Regions from separate parts of the Arabidopsis thaliana genome. Here region 1 is linked to region 2. A link is a contact called in public capture Hi-C data. All regions are on one chromosome and are shown on one strand. Each heading gives the region's core, a stretch centred on a gene start, on an enhancer-like site or on the middle of the called end of the contact. The rest is flanking DNA. Distances are from core to core; before and after follow the strand shown.

The links. Capture Hi-C pulls out chosen DNA fragments and counts their contacts.
Region 1: a contact with region 2 is called in a capture Hi-C map of shoot, with 3 times the contacts expected there. The contact joins the promoter of SUB1 here to the promoter of AT4G08580 in region 2. A contact is called at or near these places in 1 of 26 Hi-C or Micro-C datasets (root) and 2 of 3 other capture datasets (root and shoot).

What each region holds. Positions count from the first base shown.
Region 1 is chr4:5,616,615-5,623,521 of TAIR10.1, forward strand. It overlaps SUB1 (calcium ion binding protein), which reads right to left and starts at 1,452. Exons shown (of 1, transcript NM_116951.2): 1 at 1-1,452. The coding sequence starts at 1,248. It also overlaps the pseudogene AT4G08820.
Region 2 is chr4:5,458,344-5,465,228 of TAIR10.1, forward strand. AT4G08580 (microfibrillar-associated protein-like protein) reads left to right here and starts at 3,055. Exons shown (of 3, transcript NM_116927.5): 1 at 3,055-3,190; 2 at 3,800-5,042; 3 at 5,264-5,564. The coding sequence starts at 3,847. The coding sequence ends at 5,375. It overlaps ORTHL (ORTHRUS-like protein), which reads right to left. Exons shown (of 7, transcript NM_116928.4): 2 at 6,809-6,885; 3 at 6,565-6,663; 4 at 6,291-6,390; 5 at 6,147-6,211; 6 at 5,979-6,081; 7 at 5,451-5,885. The coding sequence ends at 5,742.

The DNA.
Region 1 (6,907 bases), core at 202-2,701, 160 kb after region 2:
CATTTTCCCACTAATCTCAGAGACAATATTCATCAACCTCTTCGACTTCCACAACGCATGCCACGGCCTCTCAACATACTTCGATGCTTGCCCTTCACAAACTCTATACCAATAGTTTTCAGGCTCAGGAGTATCAAACTGCCTCCATATAATCGTACTCTTATCTTTACTAAGCTGCAAAGGCGACACTCTATGCGTCTTAACCTTCCTAACAGGAACTTTCCGTTTATGCAACCGATTCCATTTCTTCCAATCTCTCAAGAACTCACCCTCTTCAACAATCGAAGCCGTCTCCTTAAGATGCTCGAAATCAAAATAATACCGAAAATCCTTACCTTCCTCATCTTTCCCCTTAGAACTATAACTCGAAGACAAACACAAACTCAAATCCATCACAAAAGTCCTATTCAAATACATTGCTTCACCTAAACCACACAAGAAACTCCACATATACTGATTCATACCCTTACAATAATCACCACCCCGCGAATAATACAAATACTTCCCTCTCCGGAAACTCGTCTGCGAACCAAGAGTCGGAATCGTATCATTAATCTCCGAATCACCACCGCGAGCTCCTCGACTCGAGCTCGGTCTACTAATCCTAGGCCTACGAGCATTAACACCAGAATGCCAACCACTAGTATGAAACACTTTATAAGTACAATTCTCACCAAATCCAAACCTAAACCTCCTGAAATCTCTGTATCTCCTCCATGACTTCTCCTTCTTATTCCTAAACCTCCAAGAAACATCGCATTCGTCTAGTTTCGATCCGTTAACCGGAGTTTCGTACTCTAAGAACACAATAGATTTAAAAACCTTCAAATTAAACCTCTCAACAGCAACTAAAACTCTCGGATCAGAACAATTCACAATCTTCAAATCCTCATCACAATCTATAGAGTTCTTCACAGTCATATTACCGATTTTCGCCTCGGATTTCTCAATCGTCGCCTCCGTGACTTGCTCTGTGGAGTTCGACGGAGGTGATGATGACGGAGATGAAGCGAGATCTTCGCCGGTTTTGAGAATCGAACCGTCGATTTTGAAAGTTGCGTTTTCGGTTTCGGTTAGGAGTTTGGTGAGTGCTGGAGCAGATTCAAGCCATGGATCTGGTGGTTGGTAAGTTACTGCGATTACTGTGAAGATGAGAACTGTGAAAACGAAGACTGAGAAACAGACATTGCTTATTAGCTTGATTAGATTTTGTGCGATTGGTTCGGTGGTTAGATCTGATTCCTTCATGGATTTGAGAAGATCCAGAAGAATCGCAGAGATAGAAGAGAGAGCAAGATCTGATGCGAAATCAATGGAAGCTTTTTGGTGTGAGGAAGAAGAAGAAAATGGACTCTAGTGAACTTTTTTTAGTCTTTTTTTTTTTTGGACAAGTCTTCTTTTTTTCTTACTTTGATTTTTAATTTGGGAAAAATGTGCCAACTTTTAAATTTGGGAAAAAAAATGCATGAGCTTTTAAAATGTAATTTAAATCTTAAAGTTTGGTTTGACTTTGTCAAAAAATAGTTAAGTTTCGTTGACTGAGATATTTTAGGCATACCGTAAAATTTTCGTTAATAGAAAAATAACGGAGTTAACTTTCCGTTAATAATCTAAAACGACGTCGTTTTAAAAAAAAAAAGCAAAACTTTGCCAACTAGAGTTGAACCACTGACCTCTCAATTAATTAGCAAAACGCTCAACGACCGAGCCATAGTAAACTATTATACATATCAAAGCTTGTGTATATATATACTGCAATTAATTGAAACTAACAGAATTCCATTGTTCCTGAGAAAAGAAGAAAACGGCGTGAGGAGGTGGTGGTGTGACGAGGGAATCTCGTTCAACATGAGCTTGAGGTTTCGATACTGTAGATTGTCTCTGTCTAGTGATGGTTCGTTTGGGGAGAGTAACGATCTCGGATTCAAAATCGATTTTACAATTAGAGATCTGTTTATTTTTGTTGATTTTATGTATTGCGAATTCTTGACTACGTCTATGTTTCGGAGCTCATCTCTAGATCTGATTTTGTTCTAAAAAAAAATTCAAACTCGTGAGGATTTAGGTTTGATTAGTCTCAGCGTTGTAACTGCTCACCGCCGTTTATGTCTCAGGCAACAATGGAGATTTTTAGGTTTGTTATTTTCAGTTAATTACGTGTATGTATATAAGTGTATAAAGTATGCGTATTAATCAAATATTACTTTGGCGCAGTGGTTGGCAGTTGGTAAAGAGTCTTCTAGGTCCACGGTTCATCTCTAGTTGGTAGCATTTTTCGTCTTTATTTTTATTTTGAAAAACGACGTCGTTTTAGATTATTAACGGAAAATTAACTCCGTTATCTTTCTGTTGACGGAAATTTTACGGTATGCTTAAAATGTCCCAGTCAACAAAACTTAACTATTTTTTTATAAAGTTAAACAAAACTTTAAGATTTAAATGACATTTCGAAAGTTCAGGCTTTTTTCGTCCCAAATTTAAAAGTTGACGCTTTTTTTTGACATTTTTCCCTTTTTAATTTACTATTTAATTTAGGAACGAAAATAAATGAGAGTGATTTTGAATTGGTTTGGTTTAGAAGTAAAGTAAATGGACTGGGACGTTTGAGCCGGTTTGATTTGAACGTTTTACTTATGTGTTCTAAAAGAGGATATTTGGATTAATGATTTTAGGAGGTTTCAGTATAAATATTTCGAAGTTGAACGAATAAAAACTTTTAGAAATTTTAGTTCATGAAATAGTAAAATAAAATAGGAAAATTGCACGTATGCTCAGTGGATTCAGTATTTAGATTCTAATTTCCCAAAAGTTTCAGCGCTACTGTTGCAAAAATAAAAACGCGTGTATCCCTATGTCTAGTAGAAATCTAAATGTAGCTCTTATATCTCTTTGTGTAAGGCGAATAGTAGAAGATCTTGCTTTGGATATTTTGGTGGGTGAATTAAATTTTTATATTATTTTGATAGTTTTCAATCGAGGCGTCGTTTCGGTCCAATCTATATTTACCTCATGTTTTTTCTTCGTCTCTTTCATTCTAATTGGTTTGTTATCGGATAATTTGTTACCGTACACGAGTTTTTGTGGTTCAGAATTCGTCTCACGTGTTGCGAGTGGTGAATATATTAACTCTATTATGAATATATTAACTTTATTATCTGTTATCTCATTATCTCGACATTTCATTGCGAGAGGACCTATATCTATATTAACTCTATTATATGCTATCTCGTTATCTCGACATTTCATTGCGTGTTTTGAAATTTTAACTCCTAACTGGTTTGTTATCAGATAATTTATTACCGTACACGAGTTTTTGCGGTTCAGAATTCGTCTCACGTGTTGCGAGTGGTGAATATATTAACTCTATTATGAATATACTAACTTTATTATTTGTTATCTCATTATCTCGATATTTCATATTGTTTTACTCTGTGTAATATCTCGACATTTTATTGCGCGTGTTGAAGTTTTAACCTCTAACATATTTATTATCAGATACTTTATTATCGACATTGCGGTTCAGAATTCTACATTTTATTTACTCTCCCTATGTGTAATAAATCGACATTTCATTGCGAGAGGACCTATATCTATGTTAACTCTATTATATGCTATCTCGTTATCTTGACATTTCATTGCGTGTTTTGAAGTTTTAACTCCTAATTGGTTTGCTATCAGATAATTTGTTACCGTACACAAGTTTTTGCGGTTCAGAATTCGTCTCACGTGTTGCGAGTAGTGAATATATTAACTCTATTATGAATATATTAACTTTATTATCTGCTATCTCATTATCTCGACATTTCATATTGTTTTACTCTGTGTAATATCTCGACATTTTATTGCGTGTGTTGAAGTTTTAACCCCTAACAGATTGATTATCGGATACTTTATTACCATATACGAATTTTTGCGGTACTCTCACTACACGTGTAATAACTCGACATTTCATTGCGAGTGGTGAAGCCCTACAACTATATTAACTTTATTATCTGCTATCTGGTTATCGTCTTCTACTATTGGGCATAGTTTTATTTATTCTTATTTTCTATCAAGAATCTTCTAATATAACCTATGATACCATATCAAATAACGTATTATCGACTAACCTAATTATCTTCATACTTGTGTTAGAATTAAATGTTGCATAATCATTACGTATCCAACAATATCTCTGCTCAGTAGGGATAAATATGTCAGAATTTGTTGTCGGGAGGAGAAAGAACTAAATATAAAATCATCACTCATACTTTCCTAATTTCGCATTCGTCTAAGCATAGAAATTTAATTCACCCAATAAAATAAACCAATTCCTTGTTCAAAAAAAGTAATAATAATAAAATATAAACGAATTCTACAAATGTGTAAAATATAACTTCATTCATAATTTAAACTATAATTGTACACGACAAAACCCAAAAATTATCCCATCTATTTTATTTGAATATTTAATACTTTTATTTTTTAGTTTAAAGAAAAGTATTTCATTGAATTATATTTGGTCCGAAATACATCTTTTTTGAATTGTTGGTATATTTAAACCCTTGACTTAACGAACATTATGGAATCAATGAACATCGTTAAATAATAACAAAAAGCATATGTATTCATTTTTGAACGTTTAATACCTTAACTTTTTAGTTAGAAAAAGATATTTCTCTAAAAATACTTTATCTTTTAATTATTAGTATATTCAAATCCGTGATTTATCAGCCGTTAACAGATGTTATAAAATCAATAAAATCGTTAAATTTTAAATTCACATATATAAATAGATATATACAAAATAGAGAAATATTTTTTTTTTCTTAATCTAATATTTGTATGCTTAAAGACACAAATAGAGTATTTGACTTATCAAGGTGGTTTAGAATTTATTCAAGAAATTGATTTGATATTTATAGGTGCTATGATCAAACTAAATCTTAAGGAGATGTTAGTGATTATATGAATATAAATACGACGTTTGTATTCTACCACTTGATTTGTTAATTTCGAGAACTCTCTGATGCTCAAGTCAATTTTTACCTGTACACTATAATATTTATTATTATTATTAGGTAATTGAAAATATTGTAACCAAAAAAGGCAAATGCTCGTACGATTATGCACTGAAATAAAATGACCTGTAAGACTTTTCCTTCGTTATATGAGTGTTAGTAATAAAGGGAGTGTTGGTGGAGGTATTCTGAAACCGGAGAATGTGATTGACGATGCGTTTGTACGTGAGAGGGTGAGGTTGGAGTTTCCGAATGGGGAGGATGGAGAGCCAGTTATCACCATAGGGGAAGAGGTGTTGGAAGCCATGAATGGGCTTTGGAAGAGATGTATGATAGTTAAGGTGCTAGGGAATCAAATTCCTATTTTGGTGCTGAGTCGTAAGTTACAGGAGTTATGAAAACCGTCGGGGGCTATGACGGTGATGGATTTGCCCCGTCAGTTTTTTATGATTAGATTTGAGTTGGAAGAAGAATATTTGGCGGCTCTAACCGGAGGACCATGGAGGGTTTTTGGTAATTATCTGATGGTACAAGATTGGTCACCAAATTTTGATCCATTGAGGGATGATATCGTTACAACGCCGGTGTGGGTGAGGTTAACAAATATCCCAGTTAACTATTACCATAGATGTTTATTGGAGGAGATTGCTCGTGGGCTGGGGAAGCTTCTTAAGGTTGATCTGAATACGATTACTTTTGGTAGGGGACGGTTTGCAAGAGTATGTATTGAAGTTAATTTAGCCAAACCTTTGAAGGGGACAGTGTTAATTAATGGAGATAGGTACTTTGTGGCGTATGAAGGTTTGTCCAAGATATGTTCCTTGTGTGGTTTGTATGGGCATTTGGTGCACACTTGTCCAAGAAATGTGTCAGTAAGGAGTCCGGCTAGAGCATAGCCGAGTACGGAGAGAGCGGCGGTGGTTTCATCACCAGAAGTTGAAGAAGGATTCACAGTGGTGAGACAGTCGGGGATACGGGTGGAAAAACCGGCGCAAAAGATGGTGTTTGCGGCGGGTTCCTCCGGTGGTCGTTCAAATCGCAGTTTAAGGGAACTTCCTAAAAATCAGGGGGTGGAGATATCAAATCGTTTTGGTGGGTTAGAAGAAGATATGGTATCTGCTGAGATAGGGGAAGTTGCCATTTTAGAAGGGTCGAATAAGGAGAATAAGTATAAAGGGAAGAATATGCGGAAGGAGTCGGGTGTCACGCAAGTTAAGGAAGCTCAAGTTAATGTGACCTTCAAAAAAGGAAAAGGCGGGAATAAAGGCGGGCCAAAATGGAAACGAAATGGAGGGTTGATAATTATGGAGCCCAATGGGCCAAGACAGAAACAAGGGTCTGTAAATAAGCCTGTTAGAGGGTTAATTTTTGGGCCCACGAAAGGTGAAAGCTCAAATCTAGTTGGGGATGCGTTATCAGCTAACGGAAAAAGATTGAGAGTTGAACAGAGGAGTGTTGGTCGACCAGGTGGAGCCTTTGTTAGTGGTCTTGAGACGCGTTCAGGTGAGATGGACATGAGCATGGAGTTGCCTCAGAATATGAACCAAATACAACAAAGTAAGGAATTGTTGTGCGATACGGCGATCGTGGTGTAGGAAGGATTGGTCGTGGAGAGTACTGGTGTGGAGATGGCGTGACGCTATTCCTCGGTAGTTTGGTGTTTAAATCTACAATTTTTAATGGATTGTCTATTTTGGAACTGCCGGGGGGCGAATAAACCCAATTTTCGAAGAGCAATTCGCTATATGTTGAAGAATTATAAAACAGATTTTCTTGCTATGTTTGAGACTCATTCTGGAGGGAACAGGGCTGAGAGGATCTGTCGGGGGTTAGGCTTCGATAATTCTTATAGAGTGGATGCGGTGGGTCAAAGTGGTGGTATATGGTTGTTATGGAGGTCGGGTTTT
Region 2 (6,885 bases), core at 1,805-4,304:
TGATATATAAACTATGTAGGATATAGAACAACGCTTATATAATTTTTACAATTATGACGTCGATGAAGTTAGGTTTTAAGAAGTCCATTTACCTTTTATTGATTAAATCAAATATATACATATGTAACGACACAGTTTCTTTGGCACATTCGCTAAGCTTTTTATTTTACTTTTGTAAAAAGCAACTTTTGTCAACTTAAGACAAATTAGTAGGTGACGAAAGATTGTGATTTATATGCATGCGCTCGACTGATATTGTATTGCTTTTTTCATGGTAGATCGAATCTGATTAAGTCCTTTCAATTTTTCCGCAATTCTCAACTACCACTAGACTAGAGTTGTATGGGCCAAAGTTTTCTTCCACTCGGTTAAGGTTCTAAAACTTTCATAACAATGTATCAAAATATTAAAGAATGAAATCATATGTCACAGTTTTATTAACGGACTTGTGGTTTATGTATGATTTCCAATATTTAAAGTTGATGGTTAACTCTCAAATCTTATGACGTCTTTCTAAGCCCAAGTCAACTCTCCTACTAATATGATATTGTCCGTTTTGAGCCAAGTGGCCAAGCCCGCGCGGATTTATTTTTGTCTTCTTTCCAAAAGGTATCACTACTAATTGGAATTAAACATGATTTATATATTAGACTAATATTTTCTAATTTTTTGATGTGAGACGTTGGTTTGTCTCCCAATAATTATCTCCTCAAACCAAACCCCGAACTTTAGGCCCTCCCCTCAAGCAAAACCTTAGCACCAGGCTCTGGCATTCCTTATTTGCAAGGACAACTTGAAGCACTCTTCTTATCGTGTTACATTGAGAACTCTTTCCATACCGAACATGGAGCCCAAACCCACCTCTTTAGGTCCACGTTTTTTTACATAGGCTCTAATATCAATTGTTGGACTCTCCAAGCCCAAATATTTTTCTCTAATATGATATTGTCCGCTTTAAACCAAGAGGCCAAGCCCACACGAATTTGTTTTTGAACTCGTAAACATAAACATGAAAAGAACACTATTTTATATTTAAATTAATTTAATAAATGCTCTTTTCTATAAATGGCTACACATATTTTTTCTCAGAAACTATAAATCAGTATTTCCTCTTACTGATATGAAATAGAATATAATTTATTTCAAAAATATCTAAACATTACTTAATATATACAATTATAGCTAGTTTTCTATATTATTATAATAATATGAAATATAAATAAATCAATTACAACTACAAAAGAATTTAAACATTTCTCAATATATAATAAACAACAATTAAAACTTATTTTACAATATTATTTTGAACCATTCCCGTGTGACTGTCTCTAGTATGATATATCTAAGGTTTTTTAAATCATATGCAACGATTTCAATTATTTTTTTCTAGGCTATATGTATGACTTAATATATTCGCTTAGAACTTCTCTTTTGGTTTTTGTCGTCAACCATTAAAAACATAATTTTATGAACTGAACAAAGTGAACCTTGAATATTTTTTACGGGGTTTATATGCTTAAGCTTCATATTGATTATATAGCAAACGTTGCAAAGGCTGTTTCTATAAACGAAACCCTACATCAAGATGATGAAGTCATCTCTATAACTATACCAATGTGTACGACTTAGAGTTTCGTTTATAGAAGAAGCATGTTCATGTATCGGATCATACATTTCAAAAACACGGTTTGATACGGCAACGACGACGACCTTTGAGGTTGATGAAGAAGAACGTGTCCCAATCGATTCAGGTGACTTTGAGTTTGTCTCCTACATGGACTGAGCTTAATTTTGATAGTTGCACATATTCTTCTTATAAGAACGTTTATGATGTCCTGTAAATCCCTGTTTCATGTGTCTTTTGTGTTTATCAATATGTTTTGTGTGGATTAGTGACTAGTTCTTTTTCTTCACAACGTTTTATATAGTAAGAGTCATGTTTTTCACAATATGGAAGTTAGAGTTGGAGCTTTATATGTGGCAGGAACATCCAGAGTTCTCCTATGTGATCTTTTGTGCTTCACCATCACAAAGCTCTAATACTAAGGTAAACATGTTACATATCTCTGTTTTGTAATGTTTTTTTACTTTAGAAAATCTAGCTAAAGTCAAGTGTTTTGTAATGTTTTTGACATGTTACATATCTCTGTTTTGCAATGTTCAAGTCAAGAGTTTAAGTTTCAGTTCAACTCTTGACAAATGCGACAAGATTTGACATGATATTGTTGGTGTCTCACAGGAAAAGTCACCAAGCAGTCTGTAACTTGAAAAACGAATTTAAAATCAAGAAGCAAGACTCTGAGATCTATGCTGCTAAGGTAAACATGTCACATATATATGTTTTGTACTGTTTTAGAATTTCTGTTTTAAGTACTTTTGACTTAAATGTTTTAAGTACTTCAAGCTAATACATAACGTTTCACAATATTCCTTGAAGCTAACACTTCATAGAAACAAGGTACAACTTCGTCAATCAACCAAACATAAGTTCTTCTGCCTCTAAAGACCGTGGGCCGGTCTGTCTAACTGTTGGGCTTTGCGGGGCGGGTTAGGACTCACTTTTCAAGACCGCGGTCGTCTGCGGTCCGGTTCGTCGCGGATCAATGGAAAAGCGAGCATGTTGCGGTCGGTCCGTTCGGTCGCGGGCACGCCCGTCTACCATCTCTAAAGTTATGTAAACCAAAATTCAATTCTTTTGTTTCACAATTACTACTCAAACTACATTTTTCATAGTTTTTTTTTAATAAAACTCGGTGTTATTAGTTATACTATTTGTAAATATCTTGTAATCTTAAGGTTATGGAACTAATAAAACCTCATATAAATTAATAATCGATAAATTAATACCCGATAAATTAATACATTTTTTCTGTCCTAAATTTTGTTTTTGGATCAATTGATAAATTAAGAAAATACCATAGTCTCATCTATATTAAATTATTAATTTATGGAAATTTTACTGTGTATAGTTTTAGGAAAAATATAAAAATAATAACAATTTTCTTAATTTCACAAAAAATTACTAAAATTCACGTTTAGTTGGAAATTTACGAACCGAAGTATTGGGCCTTAATGGTCTTGGGCCAACATCAATCTCTCGCCGTCAAGGTTACATTTATCGCCGCCGCTGAGACCGCCACCTAAGGGCCGTCTCCTCCGCAATCTCTAACCGAAACTCTCTCATCTCCTGGTAAGCTCGATTTTCTTATCAATTCGATCTCATATGATGTCGATCTGTTTCTACTGAAGCTAAATCTTGCGAAATCGATCTTTGTTTTGTTCTGAGATTTAGGGTTTCACGAATTTGTATTCTAGGGCTTTTCTCGATTAATCATTTCTATTGTTATTTGTTCTTATTGGTTCTTATGCTTTTGGGTACAGAAAGATATCGACTTTTTGTTGACTCTGTATGCAAATTTGTCAAAAGACAAAACTTTGTAACAGTTTACTCTCTTTCGTGCTTGTGTTTATGTATGAACAATAGCTTCGCTATTGGGATTGTTGATTTCACCACACTTGATTAAGTATGTACATACTATTGAAAATGTTATAGTTCGTTAAAATGTGCAATCTTCGAATTTCTCTAGCGTCCATTGTTCATGTTGGTGTGTTTATGTTGATATACTCACCCACACACACATCAATGATATGCATTGTACATAATGCATTTTGTTGTTGTCTCTTTAAGATTTTAGCTATTGAGGATCGATTAGGGGAAGTAGCTCTTTTCCTTTCCTTTTCTGGTGAATACTAATGATGCAAAGCTTGAATCTAATCCCTGTATTATTTTGTGCTGCAGAGACAGATAGCTAATTTGATTGAGTTTGGTTACTTGCAAGTGCAAATATGTCGGTCACAGCGGGAGTGAGTGAATCTGCAATTGCTGTAAGGGAGAAACTAAAAGGTGGTATTGGACAGACTAAAGTAAGAAGGTATTGGCCAGGAAAAGCTCCGGAGTGGGCTGAGGAAGCTGAAGAAGATGATGATGTTAGGATGCAGAAGTTTTCTGTTTTGGATAGAGCTTTTCCAAAGAATGATGATTTGGGTGTTGCTAGGAAGGATGATCCAAGGCTGCGGCGTTTAGCTCAGACTAAAGTTGAAAACCGTGACGAAGTTAGAGCTGATCATCGGCGTATTAGACAGGCTGAGATTATATCTACGGAAGAAGAAGAATCGAGGAATCAAGAGAATAGAGACGAGGATGATGATGAAGATGCCTTGGAAGAAAGAAGAAGAAGAATTAAGGAGAAGAATCTTAGACGAGCACAAGAGGAGGCTGCTTTACTTCCTTTAGAAGAAGAAGATGAGATACAAGAGGAAGAAGAGGAGGAGGAGGAGTCTGAGTACGAGACTGATTCGGAAGATGATATGCCTGGTATTGCCTTGATTAAGCCTGTTTTTGTACCGAAAGCTGAGAGAGATACAATTGCAGAGCGAGAGAGGCTTGAGGCTGAAGAAGAAGCTCTTGAGGAATTAGCAAAGAGAAAATTGGAGCAAAGAAAAATAGAGACAAAGCAAATTGTGGTTGAGGAAGTTAGGAAAGATGAAGAGATACGGAAGAACATACTATTGGAGGAAGCTAATATTGGAGATGTGGAAACTGATGACGAACTCAATGAAGCTGAGGAGTATGAAGTTTGGAAGACACGAGAGATTGGTAGGATCAAGAGAGAAAGAGATGCAAGGGAAGCTATGCTGAGAGAGAGGGAAGAAATAGAGAAGTTGAGGAATATGACAGAGCAGGAGAGGAGAGATTGGGAGAGGAAGAATCCGAAACCTTCTTCAGCTCAACCGAAAAAGAAATGGAACTTTATGCAGAAATATTACCATAAGGGTGCCTTCTTCCAGGCAGATCCTGATGATGAGGCAGGTTCTGCTGGAACCGATGGTATATTTCAGCGCGACTTCTCTGCTCCAACCGGAGAAGATAGGTTGGACAAATCGATTCTCCCCAAAGTTATGCAAGTCAAGCACTTTGGTCGTAGTGGAAGAACTAAATGGACTCACCTTGTCAATGAAGACACAACAGATTGGAGTAACCCGTAAGTTCTTTGCTTTTAGCGTTTCTTTTCTTGCATCTTGGTTAGGCATAAACTTCATAGCTCTCATTTTAGGCTTCTGAAATCTGATTTATTTAGCGTTTGAGTAGAAACAGTAAGCTGGCAACTGAACTAAATTATTGCATGTGAATGTGAACCTGTTTGTGTTGGCATGAGCTGCTGATTTTGATAATAATACTTACATAAAATGAATGAATGTGCAGGTGGACTTCCAATGATCCTCTACGTGAAAAATACAACAAGAAAATGGCAGGCATGGATGCTCCAATCGCAAAACCAAAAGGGAGCAAGAAGATGAAAGATTGGGAGACTTAAACCGCACCAACATTTACTTTGTTTGTTTTTAAAATCCAATGATGCAGCAGTGGTATGTGGTAGTAAAAAAACATCGTAACATCTTACTCAGTTATGTCTCTGAGTCCTCTAAATCCTAGTAATTAAAAATATTGCTCAAAAGAATGAAGACCTAACATAATTCATTATATACTTAAAAACTTCATTGCACCTTTTGAGAGCAGGGACAAATTGTTGGAAGCATACAAAAAAATATGAATCCGACTTCACTAACCAAGAGAACCTCAAGTTTCCAAGACTTGAGTAGTGAGAGAACTAGAAAAGACTGTTGGTAACAAGAAAGACAACTAAGGGATCAAACCAACAAGTTATTTGTCGGTGATTCTTCTAATACTGATATAAGATAGATGATGAACCAACGAGAATGATAAGGACAAAAAGGAGAAGACATGTCATAGCCATCTTCATTCTCTCCCTCTGCTCATGATTTGCAGGTGGAGGCTTCATCCATCTCCAACGGCCCTCGGCTTCCTGATAATATAAGCGTATATTATTATCAGCACAATACAGAAAATTCGAGATCTGCTCACGTCTCACTCGCTAACTGTTATAATTGGAACTTACATCAAAATCCCATGATGGACTTTCCTTTCTCTCAAACAGGTCTGAGGCCGTTTCAAGCTCTGGAATATTAGGCAAAGGTCTTGGACGATCTCCACTCTCATCACTGCAATATTATCACAGTGTTAAACTCAGAATATCGAAAAGGTGCTTCTAAGAAGTAGACCAAACCTGTTCCATGGAGCTGGCTCATTGTCACATCTTACAAACAGGTAACGACAGACCTTAAATGAATCCTATGGAATGAGAAGAACATGTCAATGCATATAAAGGGCAGGGAAAAAATTACAAGCTTGTTTCACTATATGTGTGTACCGGGAATCTAGCTTTTCGCCAGCATTTCTCGATCCTGTATACACCATCATATCTCACTCCTTCCTTAGGGGCATATGCAGAATACCTATCCTTGTAAGACCTAGATTATGGAAACTGATATTAAGAGTTGTATCTATGGAACTTAGCATAACTCTATTCTTCATTCAATGCAAAGAAAAGCAATACATTTCACCTTTGTGGTACAACTTTCGATATCGGAAACTTAACGAAAAAATGAGAATGTGAGAGAGCAATGGAGTTTTGTTCTGCTAACCTGACAACTCGAACTGGATACCCCATTTCGCAACTAACTCTTAAAGCTTCATTCAAGTCTTCAAACTCCTGATCCTCGTTAGCGAAATGTCTCCCTCTACTGGGTGACACATCCACATATATTCAAGACGAAAACAAACAAAAGTATGTCAACAAACAGGACAATAGATACTTCTAAACACATGAGAGAAGTAAAATCTACATGAGTCAAATGGACCAAAAGCTAGGAGTAAAGAAAAGCAAACCTCCTTCCTGTGTATAGAAACCATTCTCCATGATCCTCGTCATCCTTATAACCTCCAGATATTACTACAGACTGAGC